Regions from separate parts of the Danio rerio genome. Here region 2 is linked to region 1. The links are chromatin contacts, called in public HiChIP or PLAC-seq maps. All regions are on one chromosome and are shown on one strand. The core of a region is the stretch at or near the end of the contact, and the rest is flanking DNA. Distances in the headings are between cores, read along the strand shown. Region 1 holds the start of rcc2 (regulator of chromosome condensation 2). Region 2 holds the start of lrrc38a (leucine rich repeat containing 38a).

Evidence for each region. HiChIP or PLAC-seq counts read pairs in DNA pulled down with a chosen protein or histone mark.
Region 2: a contact with region 1 is called in an H3K4me3 HiChIP or PLAC-seq map of gastrula embryo, with 3 times the contacts expected there. The contact joins the promoter of lrrc38a here to the promoter of rcc2 in region 1. A contact is called at or near these places in 2 of 4 datasets of contacts at active chromatin or transcription factors (embryo and gastrula embryo).

The regions. Positions count from the first base shown.
Region 1 is chr23:24,442,608-24,449,561 of GRCz12tu, forward strand. It overlaps rcc2 (regulator of chromosome condensation 2), which reads right to left and starts at 3,549. Exons shown (of 13, transcript NM_213176.1): 1 at 3,419-3,549; 2 at 2,226-2,439; 3 at 1,850-1,943. The coding sequence starts at 2,429. arhgef10lb (Rho guanine nucleotide exchange factor (GEF) 10-like b) reads left to right here and starts at 3,248. Exons shown (of 29, transcript XM_073938954.1): 1 at 3,248-3,706; 2 at 3,795-3,859; 3 at 6,059-6,178.
Region 2 is chr23:24,708,489-24,715,442 of GRCz12tu, forward strand. lrrc38a (leucine rich repeat containing 38a) reads right to left here and starts at 4,577. Exons shown (of 3, transcript XM_691249.9): 1 at 4,415-4,577; 2 at 2,738-4,188. The coding sequence starts at 3,365.

The DNA of each region.
Region 1 (6,954 bases), core at 2,299-4,798:
TCTGTTGAACGTAAATGAGGTTGTACAGAAAAATGGTAGAAGAAAAAAAAAGTAATTGACCTCCATTGTACAAACAAAAATGCTTTGGATGTCAACGGCTGTTTTCTTGCTGTTCAGCAGAATTTTTTTTTTTGTGTTCAACAGGAGAAAGAAATTCATATAACTTAAAGGGTCACGAAACACCAAAACACATTTTTTGAGCTATTGACAGTCGTATATGTGTCCCACACTGCTAAAAACACTATTAGGACACCTATATTTCACTAAAAAGTGTAAATTGGTTGTTTTTGCGTTATTTCAAGCAAATTCGTACTTCCTGTTTGAAACGAATTTTTGAAGCTGCGTCACGGTCATGACATAATAGCGTGTATTCCAGCGTGCAGACTGGGCGTCTGTGCCAGAGTGTGCCTTATTACGTCTTACAGTGTGATGCATTAATGCATGAGTAAGCCTTGGTTCAAACCAATCAGCGCGCTCTATTGTGCAACTTCATTAATATTCATTAGTGTCACCGTCTTTACACCACAGAGACGCCACGTAGTGTTGGCAAAACAAGCGTGAAGTGTTGCTTTTAAATTTTGCTGCAGTTAAGTTTCGTTTTCATTTTCTCTCTGTGAGAGCTCAGACTCACGTGTGGATTAACAGTGTACGCGACGCGCGACAACAATAATTTACGTGTCTAAGGGGGATTATTGTTTACCTGAGAGCTGTTCTCATCTGCAAACGCTGAGATCCGGATTCCGGATGTAGTCTTCTCTTCAGACGCGGCTCTAGTTGCTGGTGATTGTCCTGTCTCTACAGATTTGGTAAGTGAGCGACCAGTGCTCTTTGTTTATTCAGTTTGTTCGTTTCGAATTAAGTTAACTATTGCACTGAGGGCAAACATGTTAGCACCGCATTTTGTGACCGGAATAACACACGCGGCTTTCTGACGTTACCTGCCGTGTGCGTCTAAGTTTCCGGGAAATGCGGAGTTTTTTTTCTGTCATTCGCCATGCGGTATCAAACATTGCATGAAAAATACACGCTTAGAGCAGATCCTCGAATCAAATATCGCGTTTGTCGCGAGGGGCATGAATGAATTCCCTGAATGAAAGAGCCAAACTGCAGTTAAAGTCCACCATTTAATAATTTGGCAAATAATTCGACTACAGATGTCCGTGTAGGTAAAACACCATCTCTTTCTCCTGTGTGTGTATTTTGACTGAAACTCGCGCGTGCCCAAATAGACACTCCCACACCCTCCCACTTTAGTTCCTCCGACACTCCCCCCTAAACAGAGCTGGACACCCCCACTTTTCTGACTTTTTCCAAAGTGGAGGTGTGAAAACACCCTGCTGAAACGAGGGGGTTTCATGGCCCTTTAAGAAGCACCTGAGCTGGAGGAAACTGAGGAAAAACTGTCTCTTTATTACTAAATTTGAATTTCTTGGTTAAAAAAAAAAACTTTAAGTGCAACAATGGAAAAAAACAAGTTCATTGGTTGGGTAGAATTATGGCCAACATACTCAAAAAATAATAATAATAATAAAAAATGGAAGTAAAAAAAGCACTTCTATTAGCACAGGTCTACATTACTCACTCCATCTCAATTTGTAAGCACTGAGGAATCCAGAACTTATTTCCTTTAAATCTTAATAAACTTAAACAACCAGGACGTCCCATTAGCCATCAGAGGCCAGGAACAGCACTAAACTACTTGAGAGAAAACAAAACGGCCAACTAAAATCTGGTGTGTCAGTGTCCTATTAAAAGATTAACAAAGATGACTCACTCAGACAAACTTCTTTACAAACGCCTCTCAAACTAAAATCTAACATGGATATCTCTGGCTCAAATGTGAACATACCTTGCTGTTTTGGCACTTCTTTTCTGCCAATCAGGTCCCAGTTGGTGGCCCCAAAAATGAGCAGCTGACCTTTAACTTTGGGAACCTCGAGTTTCTGCACAACAGGAGAAAAAAATTAATAAATCTACGAGCAATCAATATAATTCTTAAACTGCTTGTAAAATAAATTAATAAGTTTAAAGACATAAAATAATTACATTTTTTTTTTGTTTATGTATCATCAAAAAAAAAAAAAAAGACACAACTATTGTAACCAAAATGCATTTTGTTTTTCGATCAGTGACATTAAATTTTGAACATATTCTCTGTATATTATTATCATTTTTCAAAGTAGATTTTTTGTACACAAACTAATATATACAAGAAGCATCCTTACAATCTTCTCCTTCACATCATCAGCGACAGTGACCGGTTGCAAACCCGCTTTAGCTGCTGGTTTTCCAGGTTTCTTTGTGTTTTCCTGTTCATAGTCATCAAACTCATCATCACTGCTGAACTCTCTTTCCTTTTTCTTTCCACCTCCTCTTTTCCTCTTCAATCCACCGTTCCCAGACACATCTGTCACCTTCTTGCGTGGCATATTCCAAATCCTACAAAAAAGCAAAATAAAAGTAGTAAGCAAGCAGTGTACAGTACAGATCATAATGAGACAGAAAGAAGAATCAAACGAGCCGAAAACACTCGAAAGAAGAAACAGTCTGATTCATTTCTCCTTCTGGTCCAAATTCCCAATTATCTCACAGCTAAAGAAACCTTAAGAAAACACAAACATCTGCGCTCATTAGTATTTCTGCGTATTTATCTAAAAATATAATCATAAAGCGTCATGAAAGCAGATGTCCTGTGCTATGCTAACAGACTAGCAATGCTGCAACAAAAGAATCAGCAGCAACGCGTCTGTCTCACTCAGTCTCCATTTGTTTCTTTGTTATGTTTTATAACGCAGCCGCCGGTTAGCCAACTAGCACCGCTGTGCTTCAACCAAACTAGTAACTAAACTATTCCATTACCCACGTGTTATATATCTGCCCTGTCCCGTTAAAACAGCCCAAGCCGTAAACTTAGTTCATTCGAAAGACATAACGTTTACAGATGTGTACGATGCAGACGTAGCCGTGTTAGCATGCTACACTGCATTTGCATCCGAAGCCGCATTCATAAACATCGTGAATATCATAACTTACCTGAGTTAAACTTTCCTCTTTATACTTTAAATACAAATATTAAAGTTGTAGGAGTATAAATGTGTCAAGTTAAGAGGCTGCGGCTTGGTCTGTTGTGCTGGAAGATGCGGTTATTATATAAGTAGATTTCCTGATTCAGATGCTCTACTTATGTCTGTCCGTCTTCCTCGTTTTTTTGATTGATTCGGAACAAAAGACTCGCAGCCTCGCGATCAAACCACGTGGGTGCAGCGCACACTCAGGGCTTTACACCGCACACATCTGTCTGGACCGATCGCTTAATTTCACATTTAAGATGTAAAAAACCGCACAATTAACAGGATTATAATGTCATTAAGCGTAGAAACTCGCAAAAACTTATCTAACTTAAAGATCGCAAGTTTACCTGTGTTATGATGGGATCGACACGTTGGATGTTAAGCGTAAGAGGTATTTCTCCTCTGTGTATTCCTTAAGTAAATTTAGGTCCAAATGTACAGTTTAAGCACTCATGTAACTTTCATGGCAGTGAGCGTGTAGTCCACAAAACAAACACACGAGGATGAGATTCAGAGCTGAGAGAACTACAAATTTCGAGCTGGACAAACGAGACGTAATAGCGCCCTCTGCTGAGTTGGAGGACATGCATTTTGTCCATTGTGAGATGCGTATTTTGACCGGTTTTGACGTTTTTGTGAGTTTCATCAAAGAGCATAAAAATATTTCAATATATCTATCTACTTCAGTCTTCATAATCATCTGTTTTGCTTATACATGGAAAGTGGTGTCCGTTTGATTGAAAGAAACAGGTAATTGTGTACATGGAGTGTTCTTTGTTACTAATATGGTAAGTGTGAGGATTGATGATGGCTGGTGTTCTGCCGATTTGTCCTACCTTGTCAGATTGTCCTACCTCCACTTCAAAAATTATTATGCTACCCATCAGATTTTGCTACCAGTGTAAATTTTAATGTGAAGAAGAGTGATATGAAGCTGTAATATTGCCCTACCTAATCTCTAACTCAACCCCCAGAACCACTTTAACTGTTGGTTAAATCTGATGGGTAGGACAAAATGTAAGAACACCACCAGTATTCTGTCTATTACTTGTCACATTGTCCTACCTCCCCTTGAAAATGTTTAGTGCTACCCATCAGATTATGCCACCAGTGTAAATTTTAATGTGGAGCATGCTGTATTATCACCCTAACCTACCTAAATCATTAACCCCAACCCCAGAACCATTCAAATACAGTGTTGGTAGTATAATCTAATGGGTATGATATGTCTGCATGGACAGCAGTAATCAGTTGATTTGTCGTACCTTGTCATATTGTTCTACTATCTCCCCTTCAAAAAGTATTATGCTACCCATCAGATTTTATTACCTGCAAATTTTAATGTGGACTACTGAGTGTGATATAAAGCTGTAATATCGCTCTAACCTACCTAATCCCTAACCCCAACATCAGATCCATTCAAATACAGTGTTGGTAGCATAAACTGATGGGTAGGACAAAATGTCAGGACACCAACATAAACAAATAACATGTTCATTTTACCTTGCTGTCAGGTTATTTGTAAAAGCAAACATATATTTTACAGACCATTTTGAGGGATATTAACAAAAACAATGGTCCCAATGTATTTTTTGTTTTACATCTTTAATGTCTATAGCTTCTGAGAATCCATAAAGAGCCACATATTGTTAAATAATGTTATTTTAAAATCATTCTTAACCCTTTAACTGCCTGCTCTACCAAATGCTTGACCATAGTTTGATTGTTTTGAAGAATGGTTTACACTAGACTGAATTGTTGGTTTACAAAATAAACATGCAAGCATAATCTTGTTGCACTACTACACTTGATTTTAGTTTTATAGTAAAATAACAACAACAAGAAAGCATGTTAAATGAGAATCTGAAATATTTTATGGCAAACTTAAAAAAAAAGGATTTAGTATTCAAACATTTTTTATTTTGATTATTTTTTAAATAAATTGGTCCTACACTTCAAATTATCAGATTTTTCATAGTATATGTATTAATTACAGTACTTTTAGCATAATCTGACATGTCAACTATTTGGTAGTGATTTATATTTTAGAATTTATTAGATGTGTTGTACAAAAATGAGTTAAGAAGAACTAGGAGTTTAGAAATGCAATCCAAAATAGTTTTTCTTGGTGGGGCAGTTGATCATAAATGGTAATTTTTGCAACAGATTTTGTAAGAATTACTTCACTAATAAAAACACCAATTCTTGATACCAAAAACACAGAAATCAAATTGATATAAAAAAATAAATGTTAATAAGTAATTTGTAATAGCTGTAAATATCTTTACACAATATGCCAATAAACTGCCATTCACAAATCATAATTAGAGATCTTAATCAAATCCTGGAAATAAATCAAAGTCAAAATGGCTTGTCATAGGAAATACAAACATTATGGTGCATTTTATCTTACTTAAACCAGGATATTCAATAGAGGTGAAAAGGACAAAAACAACCTGGTCTATCTTGTTTAACTTGACTGACATTTGAAGTAACTTCAGGGAGGAAATAAAAACAGTCTAGGAAATAATAAACAGTATTCTTGGCTTTCTAATGTTTACCACCATTAGTTGTTATATACGTCATTAGTCAAATATTTATAAAAAAAATGTTTACGTTTTTGGACACAGTTGGAAAAAATCCTGAATCCAGCAGCATGGAATTTCTGAAAGAAAGCTGGAAGTAGTCATTGATTGGTCGGATTGCAGCCCTGCTCGTCTTTCATTGGCTGGTTGTTCCTGAGAATATTTACATGGAGGCTCTCTCCTGATGTACGGCAGGGGGAAGGAGTGAGTGAAAAGAAAGGAAAAAGGGAGGGACTGAGTGAAAAGAATAGAGGGAGAAGAGTTCTCTTTTTCACCGTGTCAGTTAATGCACCGGGAGAGACTCAGAACTTGTTCTTCCACTAAAAGACCGCAGATCAGCTGTTTACATCTGTTGTGCTTTCTGAGGAAGATACAGTGGTGTCATCAATTTTACATTCACAGATGGCTGCACTGCGCAAAGATGGGAGCAGACGTGACAATGGATTTGTATTGATAGCTCCTGATCAATAAGGACAAAATCAGAGGGGTGACATTTTAAGGGACTTAAGACCAGGCCTGTGAGTAAGTCTTTCTTTGGAATAAGAGCTCAAAAATGCAGTGCTTAGGTTGTTTTACATGTACAAAATGTAACAATGCAACTCACTAGGGGGGAGTGATAATCATGAAGCTGTAGATTATTACAAAAAACAACATTAACAACAACAAAAACATCCAGACTGTCAGATGAAAGAGTGATTGTGCGTAACAATCATGCCACTTGATTCAGTATTGACTCCATATTAAAGAATGTGTTGTTAATTCACCTGATGTTCCTTTGTGAAATGAATCTTTTTATATATATTTATTATTGATATGGTTAAAATTGTAGCTTCAAATCATACAATGCTAATGCTATTTTGACATAATAGATAAACATAAATAGAGTCTATTGATCCCTGAGCAGAATTAAGCATCCAGATAGACAATACCCCTCGAACACAGCTATATTTCACCTGACAGCAATAGTGGCTGTGTAAAATGACTTTTACTATGGAATATTAATGATATTTAAAAGGTAATCATCATATCAGGCCTGTGCTAAAGCTACTCTGAGGCCAGATTTATGCTCTGTCTTTCAGTTATCCAGTGGTTTGATATCCCTGACTCACGTGGGATGACCATTTTGAATCAAACCGCTCCTTTTGGTCATTATTTTAAGCCCAAGGCTACAGCCTGTTATGTTTGTGTTTTACCTAATCAGTTCTGTCAAGTGAATTGACTGATTGCAAATTTACAAAGCAACCTAAACAGGAAGTAGAGATGGTTTTCCGTGATAAAAGGTCTGTAAAAAAGAGCGG
Region 2 (6,954 bases), core at 3,327-5,826, 270 kb after region 1:
CCACTGTTCCAACTTCTATCATGTAAGTAATCTAAACACACAGATGAAGAGTTGTTCATTAAATACGGCAAGGTCTATAGTTGGTACACATTTATGATTGGGTGAAAGTTCAATTTACAAATTCAATTAACTTTCCTTGTCTTCTTGGATACAAGAAACAAGCACCCGTTTCATGTTAAATGAATGAGCACAGTTAATAGTATTAATCTGCAAAAATTAAATGCATTACGAATGTTCAAACTTAAAAGTATACAGTTAGATGTCATTTCATTATCTTTTCAGTTGCCTGTAAATTGTATAATACATGATTTCCATCCTTATAGTGTCTCAAGCATTTTATTTTGATACTAAACTATGCAAAATTCTCAGTTTCTCTGGATTTACTGGATATTTTTATTATGGGATTATTTGTTTTATTCTATAAAGGTCTGGTAACAAGCTCAAATGTTGTCATTTGGAGTTTTTTTATTCGTCTATTAAAATAATGACAATTGATCAAAATAACAAATGCTTTAATTTGATGTGATTGAAAATCTGTGTTATTCCACCTTCATTATGAAGAAAAAAGTGGTTGTCTAAAAATAAAAACATTGCATATTTTTTACATTTATGCACAAAAAGCATCTTTAAATAACAGAAAGCTACAGAAATAACAGCTTTGAAGATTAAACAAATCTTTCCATTATGATGAGTTTAATCCAATCAGGAAGATTCACACCAAAAAAGATAATATCAGAGGAAGGTAGAAGTGAATTCAGGATTCATATCATTCCATTTGTTTGGATTTGTAAATGTAAAAATTAAAGATATTCATTCCCAAAGTATGTTGCTTTTAGTACATTTAAAAAAAAGTTGGTTGTGTAATACTACACTACACGTGTTACTAGTATAAATAAAAATACATTTTTTATATTCACATACTTGTAGCATTCAGCTTACTATTACATTAGTGTTTAAAACAGACAAAAAGTGTGAAAGGTAACCAGTGTTTATATGGACCAGTTAGAATCCTGCATCCATATTTGGTGTTAATGTGGATCTTAAATTGACCTTAACCTTGAACTAGAGGTAACTGACCTAATGACCAACAGATACTGTGGATATAGAAGAGAGTAGAGTTCCCTCAGTTTCGTCCTTTAGTTATTACTCAAATTAACATTAACAAAGAGGAATAGATGTAAGGAAAAAATTAGGGAACATGTGGTGTGGCATATGATTCATGAAATATGCACAAAATATTCTGCCTATTCTAGTGATCACCTACTACAGTGTGTTTGACTCTCTGTCTTGGATTGAAAAGCATCATTTATGCATCATTCAGCTAAATACCAAATTATATGAAGGGGTTAAATGAAGACAATTTGTGTTATTTCATTTCAAGGCATTAACCAATTGAATTATTAGCCTAACGCAATAATGAGTTGAGTCTAGGTCAGTGATCAATGGGCTGTTAGCCATCTATAACCCAACCATGTACGACTAAAGGCCCGTTTACACTAATCCGTATTCGTTTTAAAACGGATAAGTTTTGCTACGGTTACACCATCCGTCCACGCCGGAGTTTTCGAGCGGCGAAAACGGAGCGTTTCGAAAACGCTGGAAAGGCCGTTTTTATTCTAAAACGCTGCTGCTCCGTCTTAGTGTGGATGGGGGAAAATGGAGACATCTGAAAACGAAGACGGGGCTGCAGACATTCCCCTATCTGATTGGGGCTTTTCCTCAATATTAAGTAGCCTACACACACAGTTCAGTCTCGCATCCTCTCCCTGTAAGTTCGGACTTCGCAAGTTTGATATGGAAAACAGACCCTCAAGGATATGTCCAGTAAAGCTTCAAAGGGAACAGTGTACTTTATAACCTTTTTCACATCATCCTGGCTACGTTGTTTCACTTTCTCAGCAATAAAACTAAAACATGATTTAAGTAACTGCCTACTTTCATTTTGATATTAACAACTTAACAGACAGCAGAAATGCTGAGGAGCCGTGCTGCATCTTCACTGTATGCATATTTATAATAAAACAGAGCCTATATAACATCACTGCCTCCTTTCATTTTCAATAAAAATACGAAACGTATTCTCTACTTTGCTAAATGTCAGTTTTAATAATCAATAATAGCCATTATGAAAGTATAACGCACAATAAGTTTATACATTACAGGAAATAAAGGCAACCGATCAGTCAATATACAGCAAGTACGTGGTTACATTAATTATAAACTTATCTTTGCGCTCAGCAAAAACACGTTACCTGTGAACAAGTAATCGATTAAAAAGACCAAAGTCAGGAAATATGTCGTTAGATATAGACAACAAGATTAATTAAATATCACGTTTAACAAATAAGTTTGGAGATGCTTGATGAGCAGTCCGACTCTCTCATCTGGCTCTCATCTGGGTAGAAATGCTGCAGCGCTTGCCCGAGAGTATTTGTGTGGTCACGTGATGTGCGTTTTCAGCGTTTTGGTGTGGACGGAGAGCAGTTTAGAAATGCTGGGTAAAACACTAGTGTGGACGCGGATCGTTTTCATTCTAAAACGCTGTTTTAAAACTAAAACGCACTAGTGTACACGGGGCCTAATTCGATTTCTAGTAGGTTTTATGGATTCTCACCCTTGGGTGTAACTGATCTTTTGAAAGTTCCACACATGAACCACCACAAACTGCGAGCATTCAAAATAGAATTATTTCATGTAGATTGATGCAGAACGGGAAAGTAATATTTAAGCAGCTTACCATTTGGGAGCTTGTGTTGATTCTCCAGAAGCCACAAAAAGAGTTTGGCAAAGTTGCAGTTGCATACCCAGGGGTTGCCTTCCAGTCGTATCACCCGCAAGGAAGGCAACTGGCTCAGCACTTCAACGTCCAGGCCAGAGAGAGCATTACTCTCAAGCTCAAGCTCTCGTAAGGAGGTGAGGCCCAAGAAGGCGTCCTTGCTGACCATATTTAAATATGGATTGTTCCCTAGCCGTAGCTTGATCAGACTACGGGACTCCCCAAATGTTCCAGAGGGGATCTCAGTCAAGTTGTTGCTCCCCAGGTCCAGATAGACCAGCCTGGAGGATGTGCTCAGAGTCCCAGGCTCCAGCCTCGTTAAAGAGTTATTCCTTAAATCCAAATAGACCAAATCACTGTAGAGAACCAGGAAATCAGAAGGGATCCAGGGAATCCAGTTGTTAGACAGAAGGAGTCTCCTCACGTCCAAAGGGATGGAGTCTGGAAGACGGGTGAGCCCTTGACCTGTGCAGTCCACGGTGTGATGGTCCGGACACAAGCAGCTGGATGGACAGTTGTACCCGCAAGATATCAAGGTAGAGGACAGCAAGGCAAGGAAAGGCTGAAGCCAGCGTACACATGAGAACATTGTCAAGAGGGTGCGAGGTGAAGGGGAGGTTTGGGGGGGATTAAGAGAGGGAGGTTTGGAGAAGGGTAAAGGAGAGGGGATGGGGTAAAAGGTCAGGGGGTGAGATACTAGGAAAGGGGACAGGGGTGCATCTGGAGATGACTAGAGTCAGGTTTGTCGTGAAGGCATCTTTCCTTGTCTCCTAGATTGCAATCTACAAAGGCTCGTGCAGCGAAAAGCAGCTACAAAAACACGGAGCTCTATTTTCCAGGAGATCATGTAGCAGGCAGTGTGGGTCGTGTGGCAAGCCGCTAGCTCTGAGCATGAAAGGGGAGGAGAGACAGCAATCGAGAGAATGTGGGGAAGGGAGAGAGAGAGAGAGAGAGTGAGAGAGACGGCTATGTGAGGGATTAGTAGAGGTAAACAGAGACGAGTGAACCACAGACTGGGAAGCGCTGGGGGCACCGAGAGGGGAGGGCAGTGTGACGTTAGAAGGGGAGGTGTAGCCCACTCGGTTAACCCACGGTTGAAAGGGAATTCTGGATTTTTTCACAATTAAATGTGTACCATGTAAGGATCCTTATCTTGGTCCAAACGTTTCTGCTCTTGAATAGGTGCAAGTCGTAACGTGGTGCTAATAGCACATTTGACCCAAGGCTGTAGTTGCAATTCTGAATGAATGAATAATGACTTGTTGGCAATAGTATTGACATCTCATGACATTCGGTTTCTTTTTGTTGTCCTTCAATTCAGTCACGTAGTGTCTGATTTTATATTATGGCTCCATTGCCATGGTGATGCATGTGACGATTAACATGGTGCTGTGTGCATGCAGATTACTGCCCTGAAAGTGAGAGATGGTGACTGTGAATAACTGTGTGAACCTCAGTGGAGAGGATTATTGCTGTCTATTGCATGCCACAGTACGAATCAAATATTGCACGCAAAACCTTCCCACCTCATCACAGCTAAACATTTCAATCGTGCTTGTTTATATTCTAAATGTAACAGCTGTCCCCAAAAATCTGTCTACATGCATCGTGAGGAATACAAAAAGGTTATGACAGTACCTCTTCTCTAGTGCGTCCATGAAAGCAGTCATTACTCATCTCTTTTCCAGCTGTTGTTGTTTATTTTTGTCGCTGTGTTCCGAATTCATGTTTACTCCTGTGCTGCTGTAAATCTCCAGGCAAACAGAACACATGCTGTGACCACAGACAGCTTTCCTCTTACATCACATGCACTGGAGAATGGCATGGCACTGCCCGGTGGAATTACACAATACTCCCATAGGTCAAATCCTAACCTTGACCTTTCTGGCAGGCATCACCAACAACAGAAAAAAAGAGACTTGCCTTTGACCTTTTCATGAGGCACATCTTTGAAAAACTTGTGTGAAAAGTAACTTCCCCTAGTGTCCCTGTAAAAGAAAGAAATGTCAAGTTCATTAGTGCAAAGAAAGAGGTAGGTACAGGATATCTTCTCAGTAGGGAATTTGACAGTGTCGGAAGTGCTGTGCAGATTTTCTATTAACAATTAAAGTCTGGCACATGAATTAATGATAAATATCATGAGCAGCACACTGTTTGACACAGTTGAGTAATCAATGGGACACAACAAGAAAGGTCACAAACAAAAGATAATGCTACTTACTGGGATCTAAATGTAGTTTGCATGCAAGAAAATAAAAGGATGGTAATCTGTGTGCCCTGCTTTGGAGGACATGAGTTGATTCCATGTCTTTTCACGGAACCATGTCAAGGAAGGTGTATGATGAGGCTTAGTGGAGCCTAGATTCTCTCACCAGGGTCTTTAAAACAGAAACATGAGATAATCCCATATACACATTTGAACACAGCCAGAAGTCTGCATGTCAGCCCCTCTCAAAAAAATAGAGCACCTGTCAGCCTCAACTGAGGACATGGTGACACACTTTTCTTCCAGGTGCATTCTAGGCCCTCATTCTAGATGATCCTCACCAACATGCCCAAGAGCAAGAGACTGTCACCTCTGTGAACCTATGCAATCCTGAGACAACTGGCGACAAAATAAATAGTTTGAGTTGGGGAAAAAAAGCACAGATAGTCACAAAATATGAATGTCTCGGAAACTAGGACACCCACTTGAATGCACAGCGTCGAAGTCCTAACTACATGGGATCAAGGAAACTGGGCCAAGTCATTAAAGCATTTTCAATCACAACAGTACTGGCAAATTGCATTCATGTAGATTTAAGCATACAGTAGTATAGGTAGAATAACATGGCAACGTATTAATACAGATTATAGGATTACTGGATTAATAATTCATTGTAGTTTTGGTGTGGTTTGTTGTGTTGCTAATTCCACTGGGATTAAACAGACACTGTTGTCCACCACAGCCAATGAACTGATGCTACAGTTATCAGATGGGCTTGACAGAGTTCGATCGTATTTCAAAGGTTAGCTGTTGATGCTACTTTACTTGACCTCGATTTGTCATGACCTCCTGGACAAAACTGGTGTACTCCAAGCCACCTAAAAGTATCCAGAACACTCTGCGCACTGATATTTATCATATAGTCACCTGCAAAAAGAAATTAATGTACAGTGAAAAGTACAACTAGTGGCACAGACAAAACCATCTGGTCAGAATTTGTACTCTACACAGTAGTACCCCAAATCACAGCCAAAAGCTTTCTAATCATTCTAACAGCTGGAGAAGCTGATTCCCCATCCACCACTTTTACACAGCTCACTAATTTGTTTGGTGTCCGGTTGACAGTGGAGGATGTCATCAAAACAAGACTAGGCTGAATAGATGGCAAGAGCGAGGCTTAAGTCTTCAGTTACGTTGGCAGCGCAGGTCAAATGGCTTTAGGGGGGAGTTATAGGCATTTCAAGAAACCTGATGATCACTGTAAGGAAGAGATCATAGTTATATGTAGGGATCAGTGTTACATTAAAGCATGTGACAGGTAATAAATAAAAAAATAACGTCAGAAAATACAATTCTCGTTTTGCAGCTTTTTGCTCCCTCTTGTGGTCTGGATCAGTACAGCATTTACAAACAAAATCTTTTAGACAAGAGGAATAAATAAACACATATGACATGATCCATGACACTGACCCTTGCTCCATATTTTATTGAAGAAAAACATAACGGGCCACAAATGTTCTTTCATAGAAAATAAACCAATAGCAATACTACAAATTATTCAACTGTAACATCATTCACAGGGTTACAGTTATGTACATTTATACAAAATCCAGAACCTCCTGCTTCACTCACAGTGTCATGGCGGACAGTACGGTGCGCATGATGCTTAATACAAATGAAAGTGTGTGCATACTTCTGTATGCGTTTAGATGGCCTAACCCACAGTTGTATATTCACAAAGAAATGGAGATTTTTATTAAATAGAAGGTGAAATTAAAAATTAAAAATGGGGAAAAACATATACATGATGGTATTTTCTAATATATTAACATATGTACAATGCTTTCATACAACCTTTCTGTCACCATTCTGTCCTCCATGTATAATTATAGTAATAAAAAACAAACAAGCAAAAAACTAAACTCATATGAGTCTGAATTAAATGTTTTCTAGATTCCCTTTACGAAGTTGA